Regions from separate parts of the Mus musculus genome. Here region 2 is linked to region 1. Evidence: chromatin contacts called from public Hi-C data. All regions are on one chromosome and are shown on one strand. The core of a region is the stretch at or near the end of the contact, and the rest is flanking DNA. Distances in the headings are between cores, read along the strand shown.

Region 1 (5,385 bases), core at 2,010-4,509:
TTTCATTAGAGGAAAAAAAAATTGAAGTAAAGGAAACCATTTGTGCCAGGGACATACTGGCCAGCCAGGTCACCAAGACTGCTACAGTGAGCTGAATGACTCTGGAAATTGCTTCTGCCTGGTGCCACCTCCGAAGAGGGGCTCGCTTTCTGGTTGTTTCTTTTTCTCTCTTCCCCTAGGAGTTGCTTCGGCTTCTCACTTCTTAATCTCCTCTTCAGACACAACCTGAACAATATCAGTGGCAGTCTCTGTACGATGCTAGCAGGAGATGTGGTGATGTGAGGGTAGTCACACAGCAGGCATCGGGATGCAGGGGATGGCCCACCCCATGTTTGGTCTAGCCAATGCTAAATGGACCTTGCTTCAGAAAGTACCATCTTTGCCTGCCTTTCTCCCTGGACCCTGAGTGTGAGATGTATCTAGCCACAGAGGGTGCAAGCATTGTGGTCAAAAGAAGACCCTGTGAGCAAGCCTGCCTCTCACCTTGAGGGGCCAGCAACTTTGTTCTGTGGATCAGGACGTGCCTAAGAACCTATTTCTGGGCCTGAGCCCCAGAGAAGCCAGGGCTACAGGCCCCTTCAATTCTGAGGTGCAGACAAAGGTTGAATGGAAAGAATTTCAGGAACAGGAACATACTGTAGGGAGGCCACATGCAAAGACCCTTTTTTTTGTTCTGGTGAGGGAGGGTTAGTGGGAGAGACGTGTCACGTTATCACTTCAAGGATTTTGACAGACAGTTCCGGGATGAGGGAGAAAACTCCACCCTTAACTGCTGCACTGGGGACTTGAAAGGCATTCACTAACCTCCGCTAATTGCATGTTTTTCTGTGTGTCATATTTACTTGTTGGAAGTCTTGCCTGGCCCATTCATTTCCTCTACCCCACTATTCGTGATCACTCACAGGCCTGAGGTTGGAAGAGCGAAGGCATTCAGAGAGATTAAACGCGGCCGACTACCTTTTGGCAATAGCTTCCTCTTTTCCATAGGTCCAGGACCTGCTAATCCCACCCACCCCCACCATACCCCATTCTCCATGTGCTCCTTCAGTGAAATCCATCTTCCATCCTTAGTTGTTCAGACAGTGGAGGAAGATGTGTCCTGTATTCGATGAACAGACAAACCAGCTGCTACTGCCTGGGTGGACGGTAGCAAGTTCAAGAGGGAATAAATGGACACACTTTGGATGGATAAAGTATTTAGCAGCCCCATGGGTGTACCAAATATTTTTATAAAACTGCTCTACTTGAGTGCGGGCTCCATGGATCTAGCGGGGGGGGGGGGGGGGCTCCTCCCTGATACAAACTGGGCCCTTGGAGAAATGCTCTCATTTGCCGTCTCCTGCATAAGCCTAGACCTGGTCCAGTGGTGCCTAAATTTGAGGCATCAGTCTGGGTGAGAGTGAGCATCCGTAAACACCACACCACACAGGGCTCACACCTCAGCTGCGTCACGCACACACCTCACTCGGAGCCGACCCTCATCAACGTGAAGGAATCTAATTCACTCTCCAGATCTTCCCAAATTCCTTGGGCTGAGGAGCAGAATCAGAAGGCATCCCTACTCGGAACCATTTCCAAACACACCGATCATAGATGTTCAAGACTAAAACGTCGTCTTTTGAGCGGCCGTGAGCCAATTAACACTGTTCCAACTCTCAGAGAAATTGGAAGAGACACAACCATTTCACTGAAATCCATCTTGAGCAAAAGGGGATTTTATAAGTGTTGAGGGGCTGCCACTCGGAAAGCCAATTTGCAGGGAGACGGGTGGTGCGCAGATTAGTATGCATGCTCCCACAGAGCAGTCCCCTGCAGACTGCGCCTCGACTCATTCCAGACGCCTCCCTGTGACCACCAGCTCCAAAGCCTGGTGTTCTCCTCTGCCTGGGTACCCTACCCAGATGGTCTCCTAATGCCTTGGCTTCTAGCTGAGATGGAGCAGTCACCCCAAAGCCTGTCCAGACTCCCCCCAAGGCATTTTTAGTCATGTGCCAAATACTACTGAAGTTGTTTTAATTTTCCTTTGGCCAAGGCTAGTTGGGGTGTTAATATGGTTAGTGACTGATCCCCACCCCCAACACCCCCCTAATGTAGCTGATCCCTGCTAGCAAGTCTGCCACAACCATTCATAAACCGGCAAGGAGCCCAACCATTCAATGGTGCCTCACTTTTGTTCGCCGGGTTTAATTTTATAATTGTTAACAGTTCGTTCTCCTCCCAGCCATTCAGGGGAAGAAGTGGGGGGGGGGAGGGCTGCAATTCTGAAAGGATGCTGAAGGAGAGGGGACAGTCCAGTAGTGAGGAGGAGACAATCCTGCCAGACTAGCTGGACATCCAGGTCCAATGTGCTCTGTGTCCTGACCTCAATGAACCACTGAGCCTGGGCCCAGAGGGTCAAGAGAGGATGGAGTCTCCAACCCCTAAGACTGGCCTCCTAGTCTCTTTCACATAACATCACTCCTCTGCCCCTGCCTAAACCCAGGAAGGCTGTGTTTGAATTCTCTCTCCCGTAGCATGTCCCAAAATAAACACACAGAGGCACCTTTCGGCTTGGGCACTCCATGAAATACTGTCCTGAAGGACTGGGTGCTGTCTGATTAGTCACTGAAGCCTCTGAGGGGGCACAGCAGAGAGCAGTAAGTGTGTTGAATGAGTGAAGGAAGGATGATGGATTGATAGATGGGTGGATGAATGGACGACACATGGGTGTTAGTGAAGTTCCCGGCAATACCCAGCAAAAGTAGCCACTTGACCAGCATCCGTCCCCTTCTCACCCCTCACCTCCAAGTGTCAGCAGAGGCTGGCAGCACACAGTAGGCTCTCCACAACAGGAGGTGGCTATTGTTACCACCCCCATCATCACTTGCACCCCACCAGCCCTCTCCTCCCACCGGCTACTCCAACAGCAGTCAGCGGCAGTCGACCAGCCTGGGAAAAGTTTCGCTGACCGCGCGGCCCCGGCCGAGCCCCCTCCCGCCAGCCCCGGCCCCGCTGGCTGCGCAGCGGCGGTAGCCGACCCGGGGCCGCGCGCCCGGGGCAAGGCAGAGGCGGCCAAAGTAACTTTACGGGCGCCGCGGGGCCCCCCGGGTGCGGGGACAGGGTCCCAGCCGCGCCCCCTCCGGCCCGCCGCCCGCGCCCAGCCCCGCTCGCACTCCCGGCCCGGCCGGGTCCTACCTGGCCCCGGGCTCCTCTTCGGCGGCCGCGAGCAGCAGCGCGCGCGGAGGGCGGCGGGGGCCCGGCTCCCGCGAGGGCGGCGCGCAGGGGCGGGGGCCTCTGCGCCGCGCGGCCGAGGCTGCGAGTGGGAGCCAGACTCCTCCTTCGCGGGGCGGGGGGCTCCCCGCGCCCCCTCCCCCTCCCCCGCCCGGCTCCGCGCCGCCCCGGCCCCGCGCGCCGCCGCGCCGCTCCGCCCGCGCGCCCGGGCCCCGCAGGAGCGCGATCGCGGCCTCGGGCCCCGGCCCCGCGCGCCCTCCCGCCCGGGTCCCGGCCGCCCCGGCCGCGCCTGGGGCCTCGGCGCCCTCCCGGGCCGGGAGCCCGCATCCCGCCGCTCAGGGGCCGCCCCGCGCCCTCTCCACGCAGCCCCTAGCCCCGGCCGCCGAGCGCCTGGAGAGGGGAGCGGGGCGGGGCGCCCTCACCTCCGGAGCCGCGCGCCGCGCTAGGCACCGCGTGCAGGGGCATGCGTGGCTCCTTCTCGGTGCCCGGGCACCCGCTCCGCGGTTAGGACCCCAACCTGGGGCCACCGGGGTCTCTGTCCATAGAGAGATGCGGACACCTCCCCCTCCCTCAACTGGATCAGGCCAGGGTCCTCTTGTTGAGCCCCTTCTGACTCCCGGTCTCCCAGCCTGGTCTCCTGGGTGGCCCACAGTGGCCTCACCTAGAAACCCAGTACGGGCAGGTAAGCCAGTCTGGAAGGCAGAGGACCTAGTGCTAGGTTTCCAGGAGGCCCTGTCCCGGGAGGCAGAGAGAATGAGACATAGAGGTCTCTCCAGTGCAAAGTTTGAGAGGCCAAAGACCCCCGACCCCTGACCAGGATAAAAAGGAGTCCACAGGGCCTAGCTCTGTCCTGGGCCTCTCCCCACAATGGAACTTAGGAGGGAAGTCCACCCAACATCCCTTAACCAGTATTTGTGGGTTCTACTTGCTTATCACAGAGCCTACCATCTCTCTCAGATGATTAGGGTCAGACCCGCAAGGGCACCTCAGTTGGCACTTGGGGCTTGGGTTGCTCTGAAGGAGAACCCAGTCTTGTGAGAGAGGCAGAGGGAGATATGGCACGTGTGGGAAGAGGGGACAGCCACCTGGGGTGGCTTCCTGAAAGTGGAGATGCTACATGGGGTAAGATCATGCCCAGGCTGGGGAAAAAAACCCTTCTAGATAGAGGCTGGTACAGGCCAGGGTCCTGGGCAGGGTGGGATGCTGAGGCTCTGTGGAGCTAGAAGAAAAAGAAATGGAGGTAAGGTTCTTGGGCGCTTGGCTAAGCCCATGGAGTTTGCTAGGGTGTTAGGGAGCCGTTGAAGGTTATGGCCAGGCCTTGCTATGACCAAGCTTGTGCTTTGAGAGAACTCATTCCAGCATCCCAGACAGGGAGTAGGTCTGGTTAGGAAGAGGCTAAGGAGGAGAAACTGATGGTGCAGAGCTCTCTCCCAGTGGGACCCCATAACTCACCCTGTAGACCCTTCCCTCCTAAGACTACAACACCACTTTGTGCTTCAGAGAACATCCCTGCCTACCTGAGAGACAAGGCTGCAGCTCAGGACATCAGCAGGCTCTCCCTGCTGCCTGCCAAGAACAATGGCACAGCTGGGCATGGCCTTTAGGGGACAAGAGCAGAGACAGAAGACATTCTTGTGACTGTTGTCCCCCCAAAGGCTGGATTTCTCCCAGAGCTCAGTTCCCAGAATACCATCTCTTACTGTGCATCTATTGAGCACCCACTGTATGCCTGGCACTCAGCCTGTTTGGAACCAAGTGTGAGCTTGCCACCAAGAACCCGTCATCACCTGCATCACCTCAGACCCAGGCACTCAGCTTGAACACACCCTGCCTTAGGTAACCTCCACTCCTCTCCTGGTCCAGGCTGAACCAGGAGAGGAGTCCTGGTCAGGCCCTAGGATCGGATGCTGTATCAACAGGGTCTACTAATTATTAGTGAATGGCTCTAAATGATGCAGGGATGAGGATCATGGAGTGGGCAGGACAGACTCGCTCCTAAGTGAGCAGCCCATCTGGGCAGACAGCAGCAGACATTCTGCGTAATAGAAAACTAACACTTGTTAGTCTTGTTCATGGAGAGTGATAAGAAACAGCACCGGATCCCCACTGCTGAACCAGCCAGGGAGGTTCCTTCTGAAGGGAATCATTTTCTAGGTGCCTACTGTGTGCTGGAGA
Region 2 (5,385 bases), core at 1,252-3,751, 340 kb before region 1:
TCATGCTAGGCAGTCATTCCTGCACTGAGCTACAGCCTGGGTTCTCTTTGTCCTTTTTGTTTTGAGACAGGGTGTCACTAAGTCACAGAGGCTGATCATGTTCTGGCTCTGGAGCCCAACTGGGCCTTGAACCTGCAATCCTCCTGTCTCAGACTCTAGAGTATGCATCATTTTCTTGCATCTTTTTTTCTTTTGGGCAAAAGCAATGCTGCTAAGCTACATTACCTCAGTGGGGTTTCCCCCACCCATGAGCCACCCTTGCACATCTGCAAGCAGCCTCTCCTTTAGCAGGGAACTCAGGTTCCACGGTCCCCTCAGTTTCTTCTTTGTCACCCCAGTTAGCCTGGCTTATGGGCTCTCCTGTATTCCTCGTCTAGGTTTCTGCTCCTCCATTTGTTAAAAAAAAAATGGGGCTGGTATTATTTATTATCTCTCAGGGCTGTGGTAGAAACGAGACTGTATTACCAAGAAGGCCTCAGCCTAAAGCCAGGGAAAAATGTATGAGTAAGGAATGAAAGATGGCAGACAGGGGGGGAAATGGGGTGGAAAGAGCCCCTCACTCCAGAATCGGACCACGAGCCACTAATAGCCAAATTACCTCCAAAGCAGGTGTTCATCTTCCTGAAGTTCAGCTGGCGAAGGTGCCTCCCACCAGGCCTTGCAACCCGAGTTCCATCCTTCAGACCCACATGTGGAGGGGATTGAACCAACTCCTTACCACAGACGGTCTTTTCAGAAGCACATGTGTACCATAGTACACGCACCCATACATATACACACAGACACAGACATAGTCACAGACACACTCACACGCGTGCACACACACACACACAAATTAAACGCTTTAAAAAACTGCCCCCCTCCTTGCTTTCTGTGCACACTGTCCTCTTCTTCCACGACTCTGTCTCAACACTTAATAAACTCACTAATCCGGTTCATTCTATCTGGTTCTGAAATGCTTGTTGTGGTGAAATCAGGACTTGGCTTTATCTGCGAGGAGTCCCTAAACAGGAAGGAACCTCTTCAGGCTGCTGGCAGGTGACACCACCACAGCCACAGTGTACAGTTGCAAAGGTGTGTCCTTAACCTCTGCCCTCCAGCCCCACCTGATCCTTGGTTTCTTTTCTTTTTCTTTTTTTCTTTTTGGTTTTTCAAGACAGGGTTTCTCTGTATAGCCCTGGCTGTCCTGGAATTCACTTTGTAGATCAGGCTGGCCTCGAATTAGAAATCTGCCTGCCTCTGTCTCCCAAGTGCTGGGATTAAAGGCGTGCGCCACCACTGCCTGACCCACCTGGTCCTCAGACTCTCACCTGGAAACCAGCTTCCAGGTGCTCCTTCCAGGTGGCTACATCACATTGCCCTGCAGAGGACTTACGGGCATAGGCCTGCTGCCCCCTCCTGGCTGCTGGAATGGGGCTGGTGCAGGGAGCCCCTGAATGGAGCTTAAGCCTAGCTCAGCCACAAAGCACCCACCTGTTGTCAGCCCCTGGGTACAGTGAGGTCTCCTTCCACCTCCCATCACCGGGGACTCCCCAGAGTCACGCCCTCTAGGACACTTCACCTGCGACCTTTCTAATAGTTACATTTATTATTTTTACACCACAGAGTGAGGTTTGCATTTAAGTTGCAATGTGTTTATCTTAGTGTGTGTGGGCGGTGTATGTGTGGAGGTCAGAGAACAACCTACAGGAGCCAGTACTTTGCTTTGGCCATGGATATGGGGGGGGGTAGAACTGGGGTGGTCAGGGTTGGTTGCGCTGTTATCGGATGAGCCACGTGGCTGGAAGGCGAGCCTGTAGGGGGGATGTTTGCACCAGGCAGCATGCAGTGTGATGCTCTCTTTCCTTATTGGTTACTTGCAAGAGTCTCCCATGCTCAGTGTGTGTCCCGCTGAGTTCCACTCACCCCACTTCTTTACTGGAGTCCTCTTTGCTCACTACCCCACATACTGCTGCTATCTTCCTCTTCTTGGCATCCTGGGGTGCACTTCATTTCCCCTGACCCTCATGGCATGTCTGGCTTGACTTCCCCATGATGACTTGGCTGTGTAGCACCTATCATCTCACCTGCTCAGAAATATACATTTGAGAGCCTGGTCCATGCCAGGCGACTTCCCATCGTGACTGCAGAGAGGAGAGATCTTGTGTGTTTGAAGGCACTGTTCTATAGCAACCTTTCCTTGCAGAGCCTAGATCCCAGGCCTCTCACCTCCCACTTACGGTGCTGGTCCTTGACCTCTGGCCTGAAGATTAGGTGCAGTCCTTCCTGATTGTGCCTCTTTCCCTCTTTCAAAATGCAGACACCTGGAGGTTAGGTGAGTGTAATTGGGAATCGTGTAGGCTTGTAATGTAATGCCTGGTGTACACGTGGAGAGGGTGGCTGCACCAACCCCTCACTTGCTAGGGCCACAGCTGACAGCCTAGGGCGGAGCCACTCTGCTCAGCCTCCCGGAGCTCCATCCCCATCCCGGCTTAGTCCCATCACATTGGGGCCCTAGTGCACAGTTCCTTCCTTTGAGCTCCAGCTGAGGAGTCTGCAGCCCCGCGTCCCAAGCACCCTATTATGGACTTCCTGGAGGCAGAGGGAGGTTGGAACCTGTCCTTCTCAGGCTCTGGCTACATGGGCCTCTACCACGTGGGTGTCACCCAGTGTCTGCGACAGCGAGCGCCTCGCCTCATCCAGGGTGCCCGCCGCTTCTATGGCTCCTCCTCAGGGGCACTCAATGCCATGGCCATTGTCTTTGGCAAGTCTGCAGGTACTTAGGAAGTTCTCAGGGTCTAAGGACTCCCGAAGGGCGCTGAGGGATGTGTCCCTGGGGCTTTACAGCCTTTGAATCTGAGGACCCCTGCAGTCACTTCTATCTCTAAAGATGGGATCCTGGCTTTAGATTTGGGGTACTACCCCTAAGGTGTTTTGGTTTTGTTTTTGTTTTGTTTTGTTTTTGAGAGTTTTGGTTACCAGGACTGGGCAGAGATGTTAAAGAACTGATTCCCAGGCATCCCTGAGAGAAGTGGACTTTTGGTGGGTACGGGTGGCCCTCAGTGGTCCCAGGTCACTGAGGTCTTACTTAGTTCCCACTGCCCTGCAGACTTTGCCTGCTCCAATCTCCTGGACTTGGTGAAACTTGTGGAGCGGCTGAGCCTGGGCATCTTCCATCCGGCCTACGGACCCGCTGAACACATCAGGAAAAAGCTGTATGAAAATCTTCCTGACAACTGCCATATTCTAGCCTCCCAGAGGCTGGGCATCTCCATGACCCGATGGCCTGATGGCAAGAATTTCATAGTCACCGATTTTGCCACTCGGGATGAATTCATCCAGGTGAGCCAGTTGGGACCTGGGGCTTGGGGAACACAGTCCACATAATAATAGACTGAGTCTAGGGGTGTGTGTGTGTGTGTTTGTGTGTGTGTGTGTGTGTGTGTGTAGAGGGGGAGGAGCAGTAGCTAGACTGTATCCAAGACTGGCCTGAGTCCAAGGCTCTGTAGAGGCTGAGGTGGAGAGGAACCCGAGGTGCTGTCAGACCTGGGGTAGACTGAGGAGCTTTCACAGTCAGGACCTCTAAGGCTGCTCGGTCCACAGGTGTCTGCCCTGTCCTGCTCACCCCTCTTTCCTAAGCGTTTTCTGATTGCCAGAGCAAACTGTTTCCTGAGAGCATCTAATATGTGTGGGCACTGCTGTATGCTGCGGGGTTTTGCCAGGCTTGGGCACATCTGAAACACCTTACCTTCTCAGGGCTTATACCTACTGAGCCTACCTCCTGGGAAGGGATTGGGAAAGGGCCTATGTGAAATTCAACCAAGAGAATAAGGCAGGGAAGGAATGAAGCCTTTCTGACTTGATAGGTTTAGGGGGTAAGGAAAGTGGGGCCAAAGTTCTGAAGGAATATGGGTCTCCATACTGGAAGGCCTCAACTCCTTGTGTAGAGTCCTGGAGTCCCTCAGCGTAGCTCTGCCCACCCTTCCTGTCATGGCATCTGTCCCATCTGCTCCTGATGCTGAGGTCCAGATAGACTCATTCTCATCTTGGTGCCTTGTCCCCGACTCTAGGACAGTCTGACTCAGGAGGGCCCCTGTCTACTGGAACATAGGTGTTTGGTTGTCAGTGTGTACCTGAGGGGGTGTCACTTGCTGTGGGCTGATGCTCAGGGAGGCACTTCAGAGCTGTCCTGGTGTGTTCACCTGGACAAGGTGCTCAGCGAATCTCAGCTGTCACGAACCGCAGGCATTGGTGGGAAATTCACATCTCAAACATCGGAGCCAGGCCTGTGTCTGCTTCCCCCAGGGACAGGGGGAGCAATACTCTTCAGGGTTGTCAGGTCAGGAAGGCTCTGTGTGCCCTGGGAGCTACAGTACTTGCCCAGCCCTGCCCCTCCCAGCCTAGTTGGCCACGCTGGAACTCTCCTTGCCTGTCACCCTCTGCACGTGCCTGTGCGTGTTGCTGGCATAAGACCAGGGATGATGATGCAGACCAGAGATGAGGCTAAGCACGTTGCAACACAGGACAATGTGCACAGCCCTTTACAGCACAAGGCCAGCACAGGATAAGTCTGTAAGCGAAGCATCTCCCCCACCCCATCCTCCATCCCCCGGCCCCACCTTTGCCTAACATCAGCAAGACTTGTCAGGGCTTTTATTAGGAGATAGTGTCTGATGTGGGGAAAGAGAGCCTGACATTCCTCCTCAGAAGTGCATTTGTTTGGATCACCTCTGAAAACACTCTTTGGGAAAACACACAGAGGTTTTTGGTGGCACCTCCTTGCCAGACCTGGGGTATGTGTGTGTGAATTGGTACTGGTGTCTTGGTTCATAGATTAGACTTGCAGTCTCCAGGCAGCTAGGGCGCCCTCTGCAGGGAGAGGAAGGTGGCTTCAAGGATGCCTGCGCTCATGCGTTCTTTTGAGCACAAGAGAGCACGTGAGCACTGAGCGAGGGCTATGCTCTTCTCTTCCAGGCTCTGATCTGCACCTTGTATTTACCCTTATATTGTGGGGTGATCCCCCCGGCATTCAGAGGCCAGGTGAGTTTATCCAGGGGGGCCCCTGTCTGCATTCCACTCTGGGCTCCAGGCAGCTAGGACAAGGGCTTGTCCAGAGGTGGAGATAGGAATGAGGAGGCCACCCGATGTTAAAGCACCTACTGTGTGTCAAGCCTCCCCTTCCTAGAGAGCTAGAAAGCTCTAGCTAGAGAGCTCAGAAGCTAGGCTAGAGGAAGGAATGGACTTCCATTGATACGGGGAGAGTGAGGGGAAGATGGTGTGGGCTAATGCCTCTCTGCCTTCCAGCGCTTCATTGACGGGGCTCTGAGCAACAACCTGCCCTTCTCCGATTGCCCCACCACCATTACCGTCTCTCCTTTCAACGGGACAGTGGACATCTGTCCCCAG

What was found. A called contact is a pair of places that touch in the nucleus more often than the background predicts.
Region 2: a contact with region 1 is called in a Hi-C map of embryonic stem cells, with 4 times the contacts expected there. The contact joins the promoter of Pnpla5 here to the promoter of Mpped1 in region 1. A contact is called at or near these places in 4 of 39 promoter capture datasets (cranial neural crest, embryonic stem cells, liver and 1 more) and 2 of 484 Hi-C or Micro-C datasets (embryonic stem cells and nephron progenitors).

Annotation. Positions count from the first base shown.
Region 1 is chr15:83,777,897-83,783,281 of GRCm38.p6, reverse strand. Mpped1 (metallophosphoesterase domain containing 1) reads right to left here and starts at 3,259. Exons shown (of 7, transcript NM_172610.3): 1 at 3,175-3,259.
Region 2 is chr15:84,120,291-84,125,675 of GRCm38.p6, reverse strand. It overlaps Pnpla5 (patatin-like phospholipase domain containing 5), which reads left to right and starts at 2,501. Exons shown (of 10, transcript NM_029427.1): 1 at 2,501-2,755; 2 at 3,089-3,321; 3 at 4,954-5,019; 4 at 5,284-5,385. The coding sequence starts at 2,563.